Linked DNA regions of Ovis aries: region 1 is linked to region 2. A link is a contact called in public Hi-C data. All regions are on one chromosome and are shown on one strand. Each heading gives the region's core, a stretch centred on a gene start, on an enhancer-like site or on the middle of the called end of the contact. The rest is flanking DNA. Distances are from core to core; before and after follow the strand shown. Region 1 overlaps PRICKLE1 (prickle planar cell polarity protein 1). Region 2 overlaps PRICKLE1 (prickle planar cell polarity protein 1).

Region 1 (3,953 bases), core at 671-3,170, 60 kb after region 2:
TTTCGCTTTTCAGTAAAATCAGAGTTTATCACAATCATATGTTTTAATTTATATTTCAAAATATTACAAGATGGCCAAGACTGAGTTTAAGAAACCTTTAAAACATCTTTAATTTTGGTGAACTGGTAAGTTTGCATGCTCTTTTTTTGTAAGCTGAATTTTTCCTCCTCAAAAAAAAGAGAAAGCAAGGCAACATGTGGTTTGTTACATTCGTGGCCCTGCTTAGCCTGTTTTGCATTAGGAGGTTATGGAAACCTAAGACTGAAAGCTCCATAAAGCAAACCTTACAGTGAAGGAAAGAAATAGAGAAAAGAGACATCTGAAACTTGGCCCTTTTTCCCCATCTGCCCTAAAAATACATTCCAGTGTGAAATGTGGGTCCCTGATAGTTGGCAGTATAAAGGAGCAGAAAGGCAAGTACTTTTTAAAAAATCATACCTATTAAGTACCTTGAGTAAGTAGCCTCTATAGTTTCCCTTTAAGAACTATCTAAAACATAAAACTGTCTGGGAAAGAACAGGTCTGTAAATGTCCAGTCATTCCCCAGCCATTCTTTAACTATCAGTTCCTCCCCTACACAAAACAAAAACTGCCACCAAGAGTCTACCCAGTGAGGGTCAAAGCTGCCACTCTTGCTGGCAGGCCTCTGGGAGTGACATGCGGAGGCCCTGGCCCACTTTTCCTACTTTGTCCTAGAGCTGCTAATGGTGACAGTGAATGTTTTCCTCACAATGCATAGAAAATTTGCTGCCTTGTTAGCACACTAGAGGTCACTTTAAATTATTTTCCCCCTAATAATTTTACTACAGATGAAATTTCTTATTACACAGCATCAGCATCAAAATGCCCAGATGTTCCTATTACAGGCTTTCAAGGATCCCAAATATTTATGTATATGAACATCATATTTATTCTCCCTAAGAGTTCTCTTAATTAGGCATGAGAAATATTTTCATATAGAGTGACAAGCATTTTTTGTAGATTTTAATTGTCTGTGAAAAAAACATGCTGCACTTTGTCAAAGGTGTTCTTAGGAATCGGATAGCTGTACATTCAGAAAAGTCATCATAAAATAGACTCTTGGAAAGACAAGATGATCAGAAATGTTGCTTGTGTAGGACTTGGTCCTCCTCTTCTGTCTTTTGAATGGTGACTTCATTTGAAGAGCTTATCGACCCATGCCATTGGATTATTTCCAGAAATTTTTAACTCTTTAGATCCTAAAAGCGTGGCATGTCATAAAACTATTTTTCTAATTACATTTTCAGGCTTCACTAAGTTGCTCCCCGCTCCCAAATATACCTTTCCAAAAGGTGGAGAGAAGCATTTCAGAGATGCCTGGAATCTTGTTAGAATCTATTGAAAGAGAAGCTAAAGACTTTAGAAACAGTCAATAACGGAAATGAGGTTTGTTCTATTGTGTTAGCAGCAATGCAGTCAGTAATCTTAGTTTGTGTTAAGTAAAAAACGTGTGCCCTTCTGTAAGAAGCAGATTGTCTTTACAAGCCTGCTTATATTATATGATATTATATGAGTGATATTATATGAGTCTTAATAGTTTATATTATTTGAGCTCAGCTGCAACAAATTTTTCTTGGGGGACATTTTGGCAATTACAATCGCCAAGAAATGCTGCCAGACTATTAATTCTATTGTCTTTTTTTCCCCTTTTTATTCATTTGCTGTAACTGAACTGAAGGACCTTAGTAAAACAACAATAATAATGTATTATGGTCCTGGGAGCTGAGCTGTAATCAATTTCGTCTGACAGGCTTATTAATGGCTGCATTATTACTGCAGTGCCTTTTTGCCTTCAGGATGTCATGTGAGATGCGTTCAGCTGAATGGGTCACACATAAGCTATAAACTGAACCATTCTCGTGGTTTGCCCTTTGTTCAGCATAATCTGCCTCTAAATCGAGGAACTGATGGTTGGGCTCCATCTGAGAGTGATACCCTTACTTGAGTAAGAGCTTAGCACACCCTGATACTCTAATGATGAATAGTTGCATCAGAGCAACTGTTATATGAATGATCTTCAGATACAGGCCAGTTTTGTTGTATTTGGACAATAAATGACTTTGTATCTGTAGCAGTTAAAAATGCAGTGAACTGCTTCCAAAAGCTCAGTGTCTCAGTTGTCTGAGGACCCCCAGGATTGGGGGCTGTGGGTGATCCCCCTCCTTTGAGCTGTGCAGCATTTCGGTCCTAGAGGTCAGGGCAGCCAGTGTGTTGTCACTGAGTGCATTGCTTCATTTCTAGATGAAGTAATGTGATATGAACATTCTAGAATTATCCTTCCTACTTCCTGGTGATATTGCTGAGTCACCAGTTGGGGCAAGCAAAGCATGTTATTTTGCTATTTGTAAGAAGCTCTGCTTTAAAAGCAAATAACCTAGTGGTTGAAGACAATAGGCTTTGATGTCAGACCTGGTTCTGAATCCAGGCTCTTGCACTAATTAGCTGATGATTAGATGATGGAGCAACTTACATGTCTCATTTGTAAAATGAGGAATATAAGATCTGCCTTATCATGTTATAAGAATTTTTTTTAATGTATAGGATTTAACACAAGGCCTAGCCTACAAGTACTCTAGATGTTACAGCTACATAATAGTAACAATAATAGTGATGGAGGTTCACTTGGCATTCTTATATTCTTAGCGTGTCACCAAATAAAATGCAGTAACATGCTATATGTTCAAGATGATGCACAAGTGTAATGCATACTTGACCCCTCATTCTGTGCTGACGCCACCCCTGTCTTTAGGTCATTGCATGTTCATTGAAAGGAAGGCCCTGTGTCAGGTACACGATGGCCTGCTATGAGACAGCATCCTCTTTCCTCAAAGGATACTAGGATGTTCATTACATCCAGATCCATCCAGACTGCACTTTTATCCTCACAGACAGGTTCCTCACCGTGATCATCATGGGATCATATCACTGCATTTTGTTTGAGAAAGCTCTTTTAAGGAACCAGAAACACCAGAAGGTGCGTTTCTCAAAATACATCTCTTCCAATCACTAATACTAAGCAAAATAGTGACTGTAGCCCATCCTTATTGGTGTAACTGCCAAGTGGAAAGTTTGAGTTTCTGGGTTGTCCCAAAGCTCTGTGCACAGAGGAAGAGAAGCTATCTGTTGAATTAAAAGAATTTCTATTTGAGAAAGAAAATAGGCAGTAATTTTGGTGGAGGGACTGGTCTGAATAAGATGGGAGTCCTGGGGCCTAATGGAGAGTCTTGGAGGAATGGAAGTGCAGCATAGAAACCTCTGGTGTAATGGGACCTCAGGGAACATTCCTGGACCCATCCCAAATGAAGTCCTGAAGTAAGAGTCAGCCAGGCAGATAAAAATGTGTGGCTAGACAGTTGCACGTAGAGGAAACAGCAGGATTAGACAAAGGGTCATGAAACAACATGATATGCTTGGAAACCACAAGTTCTGGAGCCAGAGGTGAGATATGACAAGTGATGGAGATACAGTCGGAGGGGTCAGTGGGGGCTGGAAATGAAGGACCTTCATTTATCCCATGGAGGTGCCAGAAAAACTGAAGAAGGGATTTTTAAAGTAGAAGAATGATACTAGGTTTATAGTGGTCAAGTGAGGGAAAATGGGTATGTAGGGAAGAGAAGCCCCGAGGCTCGGCTGCTGTAGCATCCCAGGATGGGGGACAAGGTGAGACAGAAAATGAAAAAGACGCAAAATCCATTCAGTCCCTGAATGAGGGCAGGCAAGAAGAAGGGCACTTGGTGAAGGAGACGCCTGTGATGGTCAGGTATCTGGCTTCCTGGGGGTACTGGCGGTAGGTACCATAAACAGACCAGGAAGAGAGGAGGAAGGAGGATTATTGGTCTGGAGGTGGGTGGAGCATATCAGTTAGTGATTTGAGCTTGCTAAAGAGATTTCACTTTAGCCAATTGGTTTAAGTTCATATCAGATCTTATATG
Region 2 (3,672 bases), core at 823-3,322:
AGATCCAAAGATGTGACCTATCCACTCCATCCTTCAGGGCTCTGCGATGTGGAGGTCTGGGCTGGGGAATGCACTCATTCCCCAGGAAGGAAACATGCTTGCCCTCAGTTAGCAAATGAGCCCTCTGATGCAGAGTGAGCAAAAGTGACTTTCACATCAGACCCAGGTCACCCAGATACTGCTGGGGGTTCACTCTCTTGGACCGTAAAAACAAACAAAAGCTCCCATCCCAGGAGCTGGGTCTGAAAAGCCACCAGAACCCCTGCTTGTTTCCAAACACAAGGCCTGAGACTCTGGCATTCCTCTGATTCTCACCACTGGCTTTAACTACAGACTTGGTTTGTACTGGATGGTTTCACACCCCACCCCACCAAGCTGATTCCAGGGATTTTGTTTTTGATCAACTATATAAGTTACAGGGACATTTTCTTTTTCCTATCAGCTTCTTTTTGAACTCTCTTGAAAAAGGAAATAGCCTCTTCATAAAATTCCCTTTTACTGGTCTTTTTTGTTGACTTTGAAACTCATACCAAGTTTATAAGATGGGGAAACCTAAAATTTTTGTATTTCTTTCTTTTCTGATATTGACATGTGCAAAAAATTACCTATTCTTGATGTTTATACTTACTTTTACATTTCAAATAGGCTACATTTTGCTGTACATTTTTCAGTGGCTAGATGAAGGTAGAATTTGACAGGTGATTTGAGGGGATTTGCTTTGATAAACCTAGGAAATTAAAGAGTTTATATTTGCTAAGACAGCTTTGGGGATTAAGGTTAAATTCATACAGACTATTTGCATATTACATTAAATTAGTTATTGTTGACCCTAACATGTAAATGCTTGTGAAAATAATCTCCCCAATATATAAAATAGTTGCTTCAAAATAAAGCTAAATATTTTCTTCTTTGTTTTGACTATATATTTTAAAGTTTCTATAATACGTTTCAAGAAATCACTGAATATGGAACTTAACTTATTAAGGTTGCACATTTGTATTTGGAAAGCCACTGAAATAAATATAAAGGGACTTCTTTAAAGATTTATTTTACTTATGAGTAAACTAGATGTTTTCTAGATAAACATGGGTGCCATTCATAACTGCTTAATTATAATTCTGTGAACTGTTGAAATCAAATCAGTGTCTTGATCAATTGAGCTGTCAGGTGGAATTTTATCAAAAACCCATATACTTCATTCATACTTTAGGACTCCAGTGAATTCTGTCACAAAAAAATCACCTCATACCCCATCTGGAAGGCAGCCATTTCAACGTGGAATATGACAATTGTTTAACAATGCATACTAAAACAAATAATCTATGACTCACAGAAGGAACTGTATCCAATTGAAACTTCCAGGGTAATGCAGGTAGGTGGACATAACCACCCAGGTGTCTTGAAACCATCCCAGTTCCAATTGGCTAATGAGCTCATAAAGCTGAGATCGCTTTGCTGTGTCTCCCTGGCTAGTTTGCTTGTCCATTAGCATGATTCCACCTAACATCATGCTGGGACATTGATTTCATATTGATTCACAAAGGAATACTTTGGGTCACGCAGCGACTGTCTAGTCTACAGCAGGTGTTTCTGTGGGACTCTGATTTCAGAATCTGTGCTGTTCAGCTGCTGACATAATCTTTCAGCTGTACTGGCCAGAGCAGAGTTTCACACAGAGCAGTAGTGCCACACTACTCATGTTAAATATGAACCTTGGTGGGGTTACATGTTTCCATCATCGATCCATCTGCTCTAGGGATTACATCACCACAAAAGAGTTCATTTGTCTTGTTTTGAGGGTCATGTCTGATTGCATAGGTCAGCAAAGAATAATAGATGACTGTTTTTTACTTTGCTTCATGTCTGTGCCTCACTTTTTCTCTACTGCTGCCAAGCAGGACAATAAGTTTCTGCACAGCTGGTACCATAAGAATGACATCCAAGCTGGAAAAGGTGACTGCTATCTATTGAAAACCTGAGTTAACCAGTCTGGAAAGTTAAATATAGACCCTCTCTAAACTGACTTGATCGCAGAGAATTCTGCATCCAGTAGGGAGAAAGGAGTCACTAGATGGCAGTCTTAAACAAACTTGAAATGATGTTTCCTCTCTTAAATCCATTACCTGAAAGCAGTCACTTCTGTTCCAAATGAACGTGCAAATCCAGGGGCATTATAAAGTTTAATATCCCACTATAAAATTTTGCTTTTGATATGGAAAAGTATTCCATATATAAATCTTGCTCAATCTACAGGTTAGTTATCCCAATAAACTCATTGGGATTGACAGTATCATAGCTGAAAATGCATTTAGTTCACCTACCTTGCTGGACGTGATAGCTTACCTCAGTGTACCCTAAATATGCTCAGAGCACTCACATTAGTTTGTTGTTGATGTTGATGTTGTTCAATTGCTAAGTTGTGTCCGACTCTGTGTGACCCCACGGACTGCAGCACGCCAGGCTCCTTTGTTCTCCACCATCTCCCTGAGTTTGCTCAAACATGTCCATTGGCTAGATGATGCTGTCTAACCACCTCATCCTCTGCTGCCCCCTTCCCCCTTTGCTTTCAGTCCTTCCCAGTGTTAGGGTCTTTTCCAGTGATTCCTCTCTTCACATCAGGTGGCCAAAGTATCAGAGCTTCAGCTTCAGCATCAGTCCTTTTAGTAAATATTTAGGTTTGATTTCCTTTAGGACTGACTGGTTTGATCTCCTCACTGTCCAAGGGACTCTCAAGAGTCCTCTAGCACCGCAATTTGAAAGCATCAGTTCTTTAGCACTCATCCTTCATTATGGACCAACTCACATCCATACAGGATTGCTTATAAAACCATAGCTTTCACTACATGAACCTTTATCAGCAAAGTGATTTCTCTGTTTTTCAATACGCAGTCTAGGTTTATCATAGCTTTCCTTCCAAGTGTCTTTTAATTTCATGGCTGCAGTCACTGTCTGAAGTGATTTTGGAGCCCAAGCAAATAAAATCTCTCACTGCTTTCATTTTTCCCCTTCTGTTTGCCACGAAGTAATGGGACCGAATGCCATGAGCATTACAATAGTTTTGAAAATGCACACAGTAGAGTAAAATTGCTTCCCTAGGCTAAGATGAGCTTCTTGAAAATACTCCTTAACTGTCATTTCACTTTTTCTGTAAGTATATTTTCCACCTTACTCTGTTGTAAGGTTAGTAGTATTAGGTTGATGGAAAAACAATAGCAGTTTCTGACCCTGAGTTTTAAATCATTATAACTAGGCTCAAACACATCTTTATTAGTCAAAATAGGAACCATTACAATCAATACATTTTTCCCAACGAGAAATAAGTTTATTTATTTCTGTAGCATAAAAATCCGTGCTTCAGAATTGAACAAACTCTTAGAAAGCGTTTTCTACATACTGCTGATTGTGGAAGCCTTTTTCCTGCAAAAAGTTGTCAAGAAGCTTGAAAAAATGGTAGCCAGTTGGCAAGAGGTCAGATGAATATGGTGGGTAACGCAAAATATTTATGTGTAGTCACGCATTGTCGTGGAGAATAATTGGGCCTTTTCTGTTGACCAGTGCTGGCTGCAGGCCCTGCAGTTTTCCATGCATCTCATCAATTTGCTGAGCATACTTCTCAGATGTAATGGTTTTGCCAGAATTCAGAAAGCTGTAGTGGATCAGATGGGCAGCAGA

Evidence for each region. Hi-C and Micro-C count contacts between places; a contact is called where the count stands out from the background.
Region 1: a Hi-C map of tail adipose tissue shows a contact between it and region 2, with 2.8 times the contacts expected there. The contact joins two enhancer-like sites. A contact is called at or near these places in 9 of 16 Hi-C or Micro-C datasets (blood, hypothalamus, liver and 5 more).

The regions. Positions count from the first base shown.
Region 1 is chr3:144,427,906-144,431,858 of ARS-UI_Ramb_v3.0, forward strand. All of the region lies in intron 3 of PRICKLE1 (prickle planar cell polarity protein 1), which reads left to right. Among named protein-coding and RNA genes, the nearest start is that of PRICKLE1, 81 kb to the left of the region's middle. Within about 2 kb of position 1,921, at least 9 of the 54 cell types and tissues checked have an H3K27ac peak or open chromatin away from gene starts, as enhancers often do. A contact at or near this core is called in hypothalamus, where this site is marked.
Region 2 is chr3:144,367,544-144,371,215 of ARS-UI_Ramb_v3.0, forward strand. The region is part of intron 2 of PRICKLE1 (prickle planar cell polarity protein 1); the gene reads left to right. Among named protein-coding and RNA genes, the nearest start is that of PRICKLE1, 20 kb to the left of the region's middle. Within about 2 kb of position 2,073, at least 8 of the 54 cell types and tissues checked have an H3K27ac peak or open chromatin away from gene starts, as enhancers often do. A contact at or near this core is called in hypothalamus, where this site is marked.